Linked DNA regions of Arachis hypogaea: region 1 is linked to region 2. The links are chromatin contacts, called in public Hi-C maps. All regions are on one chromosome and are shown on one strand. The core of a region is the stretch at or near the end of the contact, and the rest is flanking DNA. Distances in the headings are between cores, read along the strand shown.

Evidence for each region. Hi-C and Micro-C count contacts between places; a contact is called where the count stands out from the background.
Region 1: a contact with region 2 is called in a Hi-C map of leaf, with 2.7 times the contacts expected there. The contact joins the enhancer-like site here to the promoter of LOC112784230 in region 2. A contact is called at or near these places in 5 of 8 Hi-C or Micro-C datasets (leaf and an unstated tissue).

Annotation. Positions count from the first base shown.
Region 1 is chr20:43,386,042-43,392,679 of arahy.Tifrunner.gnm2.J5K5, forward strand. No RefSeq gene overlaps it. Among protein-coding and RNA genes, the nearest start is that of LOC112782600, 16 kb to the right of the region's middle. Within about 2 kb of position 4,465, at least 1 of the 3 cell types and tissues checked has open chromatin away from gene starts, as enhancers often do.
Region 2 is chr20:43,276,062-43,283,081 of arahy.Tifrunner.gnm2.J5K5, forward strand. It overlaps LOC112784230, which reads right to left and starts at 5,613. Exons shown (of 5, transcript XM_025827372.3): 1 at 5,237-5,613; 2 at 4,675-4,932; 3 at 4,103-4,186; 4 at 3,814-3,943; 5 at 3,150-3,741. The coding sequence starts at 5,574. The coding sequence ends at 3,607. LOC140182637 (a long non-coding RNA gene) reads right to left here and starts at 2,599. Exons shown (of 3, transcript XR_011878612.1): 1 at 2,463-2,599; 2 at 1,727-1,830.

The DNA.
Region 1 (6,638 bases), core at 3,215-5,714, 110 kb after region 2:
TGATGCTGGAAATAAGGCTGGCATTGAAGAGGATACAATTGCAAATGTTAATTTTGATGATGATCTAGATGTTCCACCACCTTCACAGCCAAAAGTAGAGGTTCTGAGTGCAAGGGAGACCTCAGGCAGAAGGAAGAACTATCCAAGACCATCTCCAACTGGTGAAACCTTTGTGAGGTCTGCAAGAAATGAAGCTCCAGCAATAAGGGTTCCAGTTGCTGATCCTGGATCAGATTCTGATGCTGGGGTCCATCAGTACATGAGTGAAGAGTTATTGTTAGCATCAGATGATGAATGTGAACCAAGAAGACATGTGTTCCCTCAACATAACCCAAATGCTACTCTTGCTGAGGTAATTCTTGAAGTTGGAATGGTGTTTGAGACAGTGCAACAATTCAAGGATGCAGTTAGGAAATACAATATAAGGTTTGGCAGAGAAGTGTTCTTTATAAAGAGAGAACCTCATAGGTCTAGGGCAATATTCTATTCAAAGACTTGTCCATGGAAAGTATACTGCTCAAGAAAGAAGTTTTCACAAGCTTTTCAAATCAAGAAACTTGTGGATGAGCACATCTATGCTAGAAAGAATAAAAGTAGGTTAGTAAAGAGTTATTGGGTGGCTGAAATGTTAAAAGGACAACTTAGAATAAATGGAGTGGTTCAAGATTGAGTGTGACATCAAACCCAACCAGAGGATGATTTACAGGGCAATGGACACAACAAGGAGTAAGATAGAGGGTCATGAGATTGAACAGTATGGTATGTTGTGTGATTACTTGGATGCTTTGTTAAAGTATAATCCTGACTCCATATGTAAGCTAGAGATAACAAGACAGACCCAAAGCACCCCAGATATAGAATGGGACTTGCAACCTTACTTTAAAAGGCTTTACATATGCCTTGATACATGTAGAAAGGGATTCTTAGCTGGATGTATGCCCTTTATATGCTTGGATGGAACCTTTCTCAAGGGATATTTTGGAGGACAATTACTCACTGCAGTTGTTGAGGATGCAAACAACCAGCTGTTTTCCACTGCATATGCAATAGTGGCTTCAGAAACTAAGGACGATTAGAAGTGATTTCTAGAACTACTTCATGATGACATTGGAAATTATAATGATCATGGCTGGAATTTTATGACCGATCAACAAAAGGTAAATGTCTTTAGTAACATTATCATTGTGGAATAATTTATTTATCTAATTTGTTAATTGGTTCTTAAAGTGTATACTAAAGTATTATTTGACTGATCACATGGTCTTATTCCGGCTTTACAAGAGGTAATGTCGGGGGTAAAGCACAAATTTTGCACTATACATTTGTGGAATAATTTAACCAAGAGATGGAAAGATAAGGAGTTGAAGGGTGCATACTGGAAAGGTGCTAAGGCTTTAATAGACAAGGAATTTGAGGCTGGTATGGCAAGGATAAAGAGAATCAACAAAGATGCATGGAGTTATTTATGTAGAAATGAGTCTTGTACTTGGAGTAAGTCTAAGTTTTCAGAGTGGCTAAGAAAAGCAATAATGCTACAATCCTATCAAACTTAGTTGAAACTTTTAAAGTTGCAGTTAAAGATCAAGAAAAACATGTGCAAGTACTAGCCAATGGTAAATGACCGAGTGAATCTGGACCCAACATTAAAGAGTCTTGGCTTTGACATAATGAAAATCGTGCAAGTTGTAAAGAAATTTGTGCAGAATCCAGAATTGAAGGCAACCTTTTGGGGTTTAGACGAGGAAATGATGGCATTCGGACGAGATATAATGGAGAACTTTTAGCGATTATTGGTGTAGTTCGTGGTCTTAGTTGTTAATTTGTTAGAGTTTATTGCTAAACTTACTAGGATATTTGACTAAAATTTACAAGGGTTTAAGTAATTGTTATGAAATATTCACTCACTTTGTAATCAACTAATTCTAGACTTCTCAGCGTTTTCTTAATATTTCTTATGTTATACAAGTGAAGTACACTAGCTATATTGTACCTAAATTATGCATGAATTGAATTTTAGTTATGTTGTGTGATTCTCTATGTTGATTTTCTTGTTTATGCACCTAAGTTATGCATCAGATGTATTTTAATTCTATTGTTCAATTTTTTCTTAAAATTATGTGCAATTTAAATTGCAATCAAATTCTGCATTTGGTATGTTGATTTTTGGTTATTATGTACCTACGTTAAGCATCAGTTTAATTTTAGTTGAATTGTATAATTTTGTACCTAAAATTCTGTACTTCTACAAAAATGTGATCAATTTCTGTATTCTTTCTGTTAATTTTCTACACCTAAAGTATGCATTAGCTGAATTTTAATTGTATTGTGTAATTTTGCCCTAAAATTATATGTTTCCACATATTTATAATCAAATTCTGTATTCTCTTTGTTAATTTCTGTAATTATTATCTTAAACTGTACAATCATGCACTTGAACAATTGTGCAAAACAAAAATAATTGTGTATTAAGTAAAACTATACATATAACTCTTATGCTATTAGTTGTCATACTTCATTATATAAATACATTGTCTTGCAAGATAAAAAAAATATACAGCAATCAAAGTCTATGATATCCCAAGAGCCAACAACAAATACTAGCACTTCTTCCTCACAACTTGTAGATTTATTATTTGTTTTTGCCAAGCTTGTTCTATATGTATTCTTGGAGCCATTTTCATCTGAAATGGCAGAACTTTGATATAAGAATAAAATAATTTGGCTCACAAATTGTCAAATTCAACAATAAATGAAGGAAACAAGAAAGTTTTAACCTTTCACTCCAAGGCCAAGACCAGGAATTAGATTTTGGATCTCTTCATTTTTGTACATTGCAGCTTCGTCCTCCTTTCAATATTCAGAATCTTACCTCTTAGAGAAAGAATGACCTGCACCAAATTCACATCTCATGTATGTTATACAATAAATAAAACAAATAATCAGGACAAGAAAATAGCTTGATGTGTCAACATCGTTAAAAAAGGAAAAAGTTTGATTCCTTCCCTTTGAATTGGACAATATGTTTAAAATGTCAGAACTGTACCAAGCAGAGGTCAACTCTAATTACTCAACTAAAGCTCAAATTTCAATTGGAATTTAATTGCATGCATTGTATAAAAAAAAAAGGGGATAAAGACTCGAGCCTAAACCACCAAAGCACAACAATGGTCCCAAGCATAGTTATCAAAATCAGACTAGACCGGTCGATTTGACTGAAAAATTGGTGAACCAAACACTAATTTGGTTTGGTTTGGTTTAATGTTCTAACTGTTTAAGAAAATAAACCAGATTAAACTGGTAAGAACTGATAAAACTGGCATAAACCGGCCAAAACGACACTCAACCGAACCAGTCAACGAGTCAACCTACACGGTCAACAGTCAATAGGCATTGGGTTTGAGAAAATTTTAAAATATTTCAATGGAAGGAAGTTGAACTTGGGTCTTTTAGGATTTTTATTTAATAAATTAAATAAATATTTTATTTACTGAAATAAATAATTATAAAAATTATTACGAAAATACATCCCTCAGTCATATCTCGTTTATAGTGTAAACAAGATAAGACTGACGAGATAAGGTTAGAGATGCCTATATATAAATGTCGTTTACAACGAGGTTCTGGGCTCCAGTTCTAACCTTTCCACCACTTTCTCGTCTCTTCTACCCCTTTCTGACTATATTATCGAGTTAGACAAAGATGACGTGCGTAGATGCACGTGATCGGGACATCAACAGGCTGAACGCAACATGGCACTACGCCGGGCAGCGGACTTTGAGGTTAGTTTCATTATCTTGATGTTTATGTAATCTCATATATGTATAGCCATGGTTAGGATACTTCTTAAGAACAAGAATACAATTTGTATCATTAGGAACAGGTCACTGATAGTAACTAATAATTCTAGGAATGCGGTTATGAGTTTTTGGTAATTAAGTTGTTAACTACATAATTATTAATTTAGAGTTTAAATGCTGGGGTAGATGTTTTCCAACCGTTAGGGTTAGTTTATTGGTCACACGTTTCTTAATTTATTAATTTAGTTATTAACTATTCAAGTTTGATAATTAGATTATTAAGTTAAAGTTTGATAATTAGATTATTAATTATTTTATTGAATGTTTTAATTTCACGTAACGTATTGAGAAAATGTGTATTAGTTAAGTAAGTACATATTAATGGAAAATATCGTGTCGACATAAATTAAGTTAGTACATACGTGTAAAATTCTGTTAAGCAAATGTATAGAATAGTTAAGCCAGTTTGATATATTGATAGACCTATACAAATTTTTTATAAGCAATAATTGTGAAATATTTTTTTTATGTCAGAGGCCTCGCTTACTTCTGCCCCGGCGAGTGAGCCACACGCTTCCACCACCCAACGCCATCGTCCCGTATCTGAGGGAGGCTGGATTCGGCGACATGATTCCTCTCAGGGATTTCGTATTCAACAACTCCTTGATCACGGTATTCATGGAGCGATGGCGTCCGGAGATCCACATGTTCCATCTATCGTGGGGTGAGGTCACTATCACCCTGTAGGACGTGGCGTACCACCTTGGGCTACACGCACATGGGGAGCCAGTTGGGGGTGCTTCCGTGGTTTCTACAGGTGGTACGGCATGGAGACATGGGAGTTGGTGGAGCAGCTGCTCGGTGCCAAACCTCCGGTGGTTCCACAGCAGGGGGCATAGAGGAAGGAGTCGTTCTAGCTGAAGCTTACATGGCTGCGGGACCGTGTCCGCCATATGCCATAGATGAACGACCCGGAGACACTCTGACAATATGCGAGGTGTTACATCTTGTTACTGATCGAGGGGTACCTAATGATGGACAAGTCAAACAACTTGGTCCATCTGCGGTGGCTGCCATTGCTTCAGGACTTTGAGCGGTGCCGTGGGTTGTCTTGGGTAGTGGAGTGACTGAAAGAGGCCACAGTCACACGTACGCACCACTAACCAAACTCGGAAGGAACCTTACGATCAACCCTCGAACGGCTCTAACTCCTCCACAATAAACACGGAAGCCCGTCAATCACAATGAGTAACACGCATCTTCGGGATGCCTTCTCTGTTCTTCTCAATGGCTTTCATAAGCCTTTAGGAGAAGGAATTTCCAGCTGTCGATTATGACTGTGCCTCCCTGCCCTTCGTGACGAACAACATCTGCAACTTCTCGTACGTGATGCACATGATGATAGAAATCAGCAAGTATCGTGTACCCTTGAAAACTGCATTCATGCACTTCGACAGATTTGTTGTCATATGACCGAACTGGCAATCGCAGTCGCAGTGTTATAGCGAGGGACGGACCCAAGTATAAAGAAGAGGGGGCATTTGCTCCCACAAAGATTTTAAAAAAAAATATTAATAATTATATATTGATGTATATATTTATCTCTTTATTATATTATATTTTCTCCCAACATAAAATATAAACTATTTTTTTGTGTTTTATATTAAAAAATATTTTGTTAAATTTAACATATAATAATAATTATTTTATTAAATTTGATTTAGTATAAAAATTAAAAATAAATAAATAAACCAACTTATAAAAATAGTAATAATTAACTTCTTGATACTAGCTAATTAGTTGATAATTAAATTAAAACTTAATTTTCTAATTAAATACAATCAAAATTATTAGTAATTTTTTAGAAAATTATTTAGGATAAAAATATATTATCTATATATTAATATACTGTATTAATATTCTTTATTAAAATGGTCTTGAATATAGTAATTATTACTTTAGTTAAAAAATTTATTTATACCATAAATACTATAATAAGTAGATTTCACAATTGAATACGAGATAATGAATAACTAAATAATTTTTGAAAAACATATAAAAAAATAATATTTAATCATATCAAAAATATAAAAAAAAATATTATAAATGATATTTTCATTATTTTAAATATTATAATATGTGTGAAATTATCTTTTCATCATTTTAAATATTATAATAAGTGTGTGTACAGACATTTGCATGTGTAGTTCTAGTTTTTTCAATACATATAGATGGTTCTAATTTAAAGTTTAAATATATCTAAACCAACTTGAGATAGGCGAGTGATTAACTCAGTCATCTACTTTGAGTTCAAATTTCGCCTCGTGTATATAACAACTCATTATCTCGTGATAAACTCTTAAATAGAGTTTAGATCTACGACGGGTTAATTCTTAACCTGTAAAGTACCATGGAAAACAAAAAAATATATCTATACCTAAAGTTTACTTTGTATATTTTGAATTAAACTCTAAAATAGTCCCTGAGATTGACGTCGTGCATTAAAATCATCCCTGAGACTCCAATTGCACCAATTACGTCTCTAAAACTGACAAAAGTGCACCACGTTAGTCCCTGACCTATTTTTCATTAACGACGTGATGACATGACTTGATGATGTGGGCTGTTAGTGACACGTGTCACTCCATGGTTTAGCCACGTGTAATGGTATGATGATGTGGTGACCAGTGACACGTGGCATGCTGATGTGGATGGTTGTGCCACGTGTTACAACAGTATTCGACCACGTGTCGTCCATTATGTCATCATTGTAGATGCACTAAATTAGTCCCTCACTTTACATTAAGTGACTCATTTTAGTCCCTAAAATTGAATGCCGTG
Region 2 (7,020 bases), core at 4,363-6,862:
AGAGGCTGTCTGGGTATGTCTTTAGATCCTTTTCTTCTAACCCGAGCTTGTCAAAAGCGGGTTTGAACAAGATATCAGCCGAGATACCTTGATCTATCAAGGTTCTGTGGAGGTTAAGTGTTTGTCAGGATCATAGTTATCACCATAAGGTCGTCATGCCCAAGTAATATTCCTTGAGCATCTTCTTTAGTGAACGAAATAGTGGGCAAGTTGGTCATTTGACTATCTTTCCCGACTTGATATACCTCCTTGAGGTGTCTTTTTCGTGATAATTTCGATATTCCTCCTCCTCCTGCAAACCCCCGTTGATCATGTAAATATGTCGTTCTGGGGTATGAGGAGGACGTTTAGGTCGTCCTCCTTCCTCTTCTCGTCTTCTTTTTCTCGGGTCTTCCGATCTGTCGGCCAAGTATCTGTCAAGTAGGCTTTTTCTGGCCAACTTTTCTATGACATTCTTCAAGTCGTAGCATTCGTTGGTGGAATGTCCATAGAGCTTATGATACTCGCATTATTCTGTTCGACTTTCAGCTTTCTTGTGTTTAATCGGACAAGGAGGTAGAAGCTTCTCCGTATGGCATATTTCTCTATACACATCCACCAGGGAGACCCTTAAAGGAGTGTAGTTATGGTACTTTTGGGCTTTTCTATGTTCTGCTCCTCTCTCTTTTTGGGCTCCTTTTCCTTTTTCCGAGGGTAGTAGGGCAGGTTTGTCCGTAGAAAAGGTTCCCTAAGTCGGGAGTTTTCTTCTATGTTGATGTATTTTTCTGTCCTTTCTTGAACTTCGTTCAAAGAAGTCGGGTGTCGTTTGGATATTGACTGGAAAAATAGTCCTTCTCTGAGACCATTGACTAAGCCCATGATTACGGCTTCAGTGGGCAGATTTTGAATTTCTATGCAAGCCTTGTTGAACCTTTCCATATAGTCGCGAAGAGTCTCGCCAACTTCTTGCTTAACTCCCAACAAGCTCGGGGCATGCTTGGTTTTATCCTTTTAGATAGAGAATCTAGTTAAAAACTTTCTAGCAAGATCGTCGAAGCTGGTTATTGATTTGGGTGGCAAGTTATCGAACCACTTGATGGCCGCCTTCGTTAAATTAGTCGAGAAGTCCTTACAACGGGTGGCGTCAGAAGCGTCGACCAGGTACATTCTACTTTTGAAGTTATTGAGGTGGTGGCTTGGGTTAGATGTTCCGTCATAGAGATCCATGTCGGGGGATTTGAAATTCCTGGGAACTTTGGCCCTCGTGATCTCTTCTGTGAACGGATCTTTTCCTCTCAAGGGGTTTTCATCACGATCCGCCGGTCATTCCTATTTCGTAGATCAACTTCCAGCTTCCGAAGCTTTTGTTCTAGCTCCTTTTGTCATCTCACCTCTCTTTGTAACTCTCGTTCTGCTTTTCTTTGTCGTTCAACCTCGTGTTCGAGCTGTTCTAGTCGATCCCCCTGGCCATGAACTAGGTCCAGGATCTTGGTTGTATAAGGGCAGTCCTCATTCTCGGGATGGTGGATTTCAGAATGGATCCTCCTTGGGTGGGGATTTCCCGAAGTTCCTTTCCCGTAAAGCCCTTGAGGGTGTTATGGTGGAAGAGGAAGCACGATGGCCTGGCCTTCTGGCTGAGTTCTAGCTCAGATTTAGATGCCGTGTGGCCATCTTCATGTTGGTATTTCGCCATTGTCAGATGGTGAATTCTAAGTCCCCGCAACGGCGCTAATGTTTTGAGGGTTACCTGAAATAGTGTTTGTCCAGATCCCTTGGTATGGCAGCGTCCAACCTCTTTGGTACCCAGGTGTTGCCTGTCCGAGTTCTTCATGAGGAGGTAGGAAGTGATACCTGCAAGTGATTCTGATGCTTCAGTGTATTTATAGTAGAGTCAATAACCATTTTTTTTAGAGTAGTTCAATCTTTTCTGATGAATAACTGTTCCTTTTATCTTGAGAGTTTGTTAGGACTTATCTTATCACAGAAGATAAAGATTCCAGTCGAGATTCCTGGAGAAACCTACCTGTTTGAGCAAGATAGCCTAGCTCCCTTATGTGGGTGTCCGTCCTCTTTTAAGAGGTCGGGTATGCTGCTGTAGGCCATCTTTTTTATATGGATATTTTGTATTTGTTGGGCCTGACTTTTATTTATTGGGTCAGGATATGAACACATAGCATCAGAAATATTTCACCTCTCTTAATAGTCATATACGAGGCCACAATTGAAATTCCATTCACCAAAGAATTAATTACTTCAAATAACTCAAACATGGTATTTCTTAGGCCACACTAATTCCTAATATATTAATTAATATCTGTATCCTATCATACTAGAACTGAATTGAAACTCAAACTCTAGAAATTCGTTAACAAACATAAACACGTGCAAATACAATTACGAAGAAGCATTACCAATTAGGACAAACCAAAATAGAATATTAATAACAGATCAGAGCATGTGACCTGAGAAATAAGGACATATACCTGATTGGTGCGAGCACAATCAACCAAATCAGAGCCATCGAGGATGAGGAGGCAAGGGAGGAACGACGGTAACAAAGTGAGCTCGAAGGAACACGATAGTAACAAAGTGCTTGAAGACAGTGACGCTGGGGACAGAGTTTGCATAGACGAGAAGACGGCCGAGCAGGAACAATTCGTGACGGCAAGAAAAGATCTTCGAGCAAAGGTTTCATGGCAAGGAGAACAAGGCGAGTGGCAAAGACATTCGGCAGAGAGACAATACCCTCTATTTATCACAATGCCGGCAGCAATGGTACCCCCAGTCGAGGAGAGGAGTGGTGGGGCCTATTGCAATTCTGAGCCTCTGATAGGGTTTAGTTTAGGGTAGGTTTTGTTTGTGAGAGGGAAAGAGGGGGGAGGGGAGAGGTTGTTTTTGTTTTTTTTTTAATTAAATTAAAAACTGAATCTTTTTAAAAAATCGCCCGAGTTCAATCAGTTCACGAGTTAGCTGCCGGTTCATTCTGATTTTTTCCCTGGTGGTTTTTCACTTCAACCGAATTAGCTAGGAGATCGGTTCCTGGTCTCAATTGAACCAGCTGGTCCGGTTTGGTTTTCAAAACCATGGATGTTACTCCTATTGACTCCTTTTGTAATATATAATAGTAGTAGATAGTAGATATCACTCATCTTTGTGTTAATACTATCGAAGAAGCAAAGTTGCAATCCTTAATCCGAGGCTAAAATTGATAACATTCTTCAACAAAACCACAACTATACCACATAACCACAACCCACAGCCAAACACCAATTGCTACAACTTTTGATAACCATCTTAAGAACATCGTCAATATAGTAATGGTAAATTGGCTATATTCTTTAGTCAGATTGCTAAGCCTGTATCCATCTCAAACAAACACCAAGAGAACTACATCTTTCATCATTCTCAAAAAACAAAAATGTCTGTCTTCAAGTACCTGCGTATATGCCAATCTTTTTCCCACTCTGTTCTTTTGACGCCCTTTGCATCATTATGATCTCCTCAAGCCTCTTCTGGTGCGAATTGCTCTATTCTGGTTTGTGTCCGCAGGGATCTGAGGTATTTCTTCAGCAACATTTTCAGCACCTGAGCCTTCCTCCAAGCTTTTGTCAGTGCGGCGTGTTTGTATCAGATAATGTGCCACCGATTTGAAACCCAGTTTTGACACCTTATCATACCACCAATTATTTCCAAAACAATAAGATGAAACAAAGTGAAGATGGCACCACTTAAGAAGATTCTGAAATCAATAGCTATTATCACCTGCAATTATTTCCATCCTCTATAATAGAGAGAATAACACAGAAGGGAAGAGCACATTGTGCAGTAACTAACCTTGTGGTATATATTACCGGTGGGCATCCAACCATTTGCCTTACGGCACCGACTGCAGTTGCAGATTCCACGACAAGAAGGGCAAGTCCATTTGGGATTCTCAATGGCTTCTAACAAATTTTCACCATATCTATAGAGTAACACTAGAAAATAATTAGCATTAACCTTAACCGAACAATAGTGACTAACACAAGGATATGGCAAAAGCAGCATTTTCTTTCAAGTATTGAAATCGAAGCAATAAGAAAACTAATCGGCTCAATCTGAACCTCAGCTTAAGCAATGTTACCTTGTGTACAAGCAATCTCCACAAAGCTGCCCTTGAGATAACTCACATCTGTTGCAATTTGTGTGCTGACAAAGAGTTTTCTGCCTGCAACAAAACAAGGAAACAAGTATTACATGGAAGATTTGATGTGACAACTTTATGCATGAACCACAAAGAGGAAGTGGAACCTGAGTTCTTCTATCAAAACACATTTAAGATGATAAGAGGCATTCAAGTACTAATTGCGGCAGAAATAAACAGTTAAACTGCCAGACTCGGCATAAAGCTTTGATATAACAGCATCATAAGTGCATAACCCATGATGGCTCCGATCAAAATTCAAATAGAACATCTACTCTTATAAGATAGTTATGGCAAATGGACCAGGCATTGCAAACAGTATCTAATCAAGGGAAACATAAACCTATCGACATATAAGTAAGTATGCATCATGCATGCATGCATGTGTATCTTCTATCTTGTAACAAAAGTTTCAGAATGAAATAATGTCATGTAGGAATAGAAAATATTAAACCAGTCAAGGAAATCAAAGAGCAACATGAAGTAATAATCAATATAAGCCAGTAAACTACCTGCATTGATGGCATGTCTCCCCCCTGATTGAATCATACATACGGCTCCCATCTACATCACATCCATCTACACCCAGTTCCCAAATGGTATCAGAATCTCCCAGAAGCTTCTCCTGCTCTTCAGTGTAAAATTCTGGGTTTTCACCTTCAGGTATGAAAATCTCAATGTTGTCTTTGCTATCTTTACTTGATGAATCTCGCTTTTCTCTATCCTTTTCTTTATTTTCAGCATAGTTAACTGGTTCTAGGGTCATTATTCTGTAAATCCATGAAATATATATTTCCTTTTTTAAAAAGAATAGCTTTATCCACATCTTTGGAAAATCCAAAAACCATAAGAGTTAAATCGATGTTAAAAATTCCCATAGCTTTATCGTTGTAATGACATATACCCTATTTAAAAATGTGACAAAAATTAAAGTAATGAACTTTAACTACACGGAAGCAAAATCCATGAAAAAAGTGAGAATCTTTCAGCTTCCACTTCACCAAAACGACACACAAACATGGTATCAGTGAACAAAATGCGAAAAAAGAGTAGCAGTAAAAACAATGAGAAAACCTAGAAGAACGCCTTGACGGTAAGGCATTATCAATGTTTTTTTTGGGCCTGGGTTGAGGGTTTTGGTGTTGGGTTTTGAGCTTTTGAGAGAGTTTCAATAATCCAAGCATCTGCATTCGCTCTTGGTTCTCCTTCATCCTTTGGTCCCTAATGTGCTCGTACATTGAAGGTTCTTCATTTTTTCTGAGCCTTTTGGAAGAGCCTCTTCCTTCTCCTCCTCCTTCTTCTTCTTCTTCTTCTTCTTCTTCTTCTTCTTCACTATCATTTTCAGTTTCAATGTCGACATCTTCAGTAGACACTTGTTCACTTTTCATGCTGCTGCGTGTGCGAGTGGCCATTCAGATTCTGGGGTGTTGAAAATGAAAATGAGGAGGGTAAAGAAATATTTTGGTCATCATATCCTTAACATTTAAAACCTTTCATTTCTTTTTTTTTTTTTTTACCAAAGATAAGATACTCGAATTCGCAACCTTTTAATTAAGTACAGAAAAACTAATGTCATTTGAACTATTTTCATTGTCTAAACAGAAAGACTAATGTCATTTAAGCTATTCTTATTGTCTAAAACCTTTTATTTTTGTGACAAATTTTAAATGAGTTTTATATTATTCTATAATTAAATTTGATACTGTTAAATTTGACCGTAATAATTAGTGAATTAGCTATTATGAATATTACATATTATTAATTAAATTATATCTGATGTTAGAAAACATAATTAAAATTTTATTGTAACACTTTTTTTTATATATTTTGCTTCTTATATAAAATCCTAAATCTTAGCAATTAATTATAAAAAAAAATTTACGTTAGTAATTGGTTGGGCTGTATTTGGATGCACTATAAAAACAAAACGAAGGATAATATCACATTTTATAATATGTTTGGTTAAGAAACAGGAACAAAATATACATCTTTATACATATTTTTTAGTTAAATTTTTGTATCAGCCTCCACTTAAGACATATACGTAGTATTTGTTTTGAGGTATTAGAACGAAAACTGAAGAATTGGAATTTAGTATTATGTTTGTTAGTTCAAAGACTGGTACTAAAATTTCAGTCTCTGTCTTCAAAATTTTAGTATTTTAATACTTCTAAAAAGTGATGACACAAGTGACTGAAATTTTTTACGACAGAAATTGAAATTTTAATAATATTTTATATCTAAAATATCCTCATTTCAATTAATTAATTTCAACTTTATCCTTATGCAAATTAAATTAAAATTTTATTCTTATTTCAATCTCTGTTTCCCATGAGACTTATTTCAGTTTTTGTCTTTCAGTCCCTATCTTTATCCCTAATATATTTTGTAAATACTAGAGCTTGCCCTTCCTTTATCAAAATCCTAGCTTCATCTTCTCTTTCATTCTGCAGCTGCGCAACCAACAAAGAAGAAGAAAAGTTCGTCCAATCTGGTGTCATTCCTTCTTATTATTCTTCTTTTTTCTCTTTCTCTTTTGTCTCTTTCCTATGCTTATTGGTATCGTAACTGGAGAAGCAAGAGTGAAGAAGATGAAAAGGCAAAAAAGATGAAAGAAGAGTATGAAAGTGGAGTAAAGAAAATAAATGGTTAAGAAGATGAAAGAAGGTGGATGTTACAATACTCCGGTATTGTTTGGAGTTTTAAAACTCCCTTACATTATTAATATTATAATTAATAATAATTTTATTTTAACCAATTTTTCTTTTTTGATATGGGCAAAGCCCAAGAAAAAAATCCAAACCCACCCGACCCAGATACAACAAGAAATCTAGACCGTGAATCAACTTCTTCTTCAG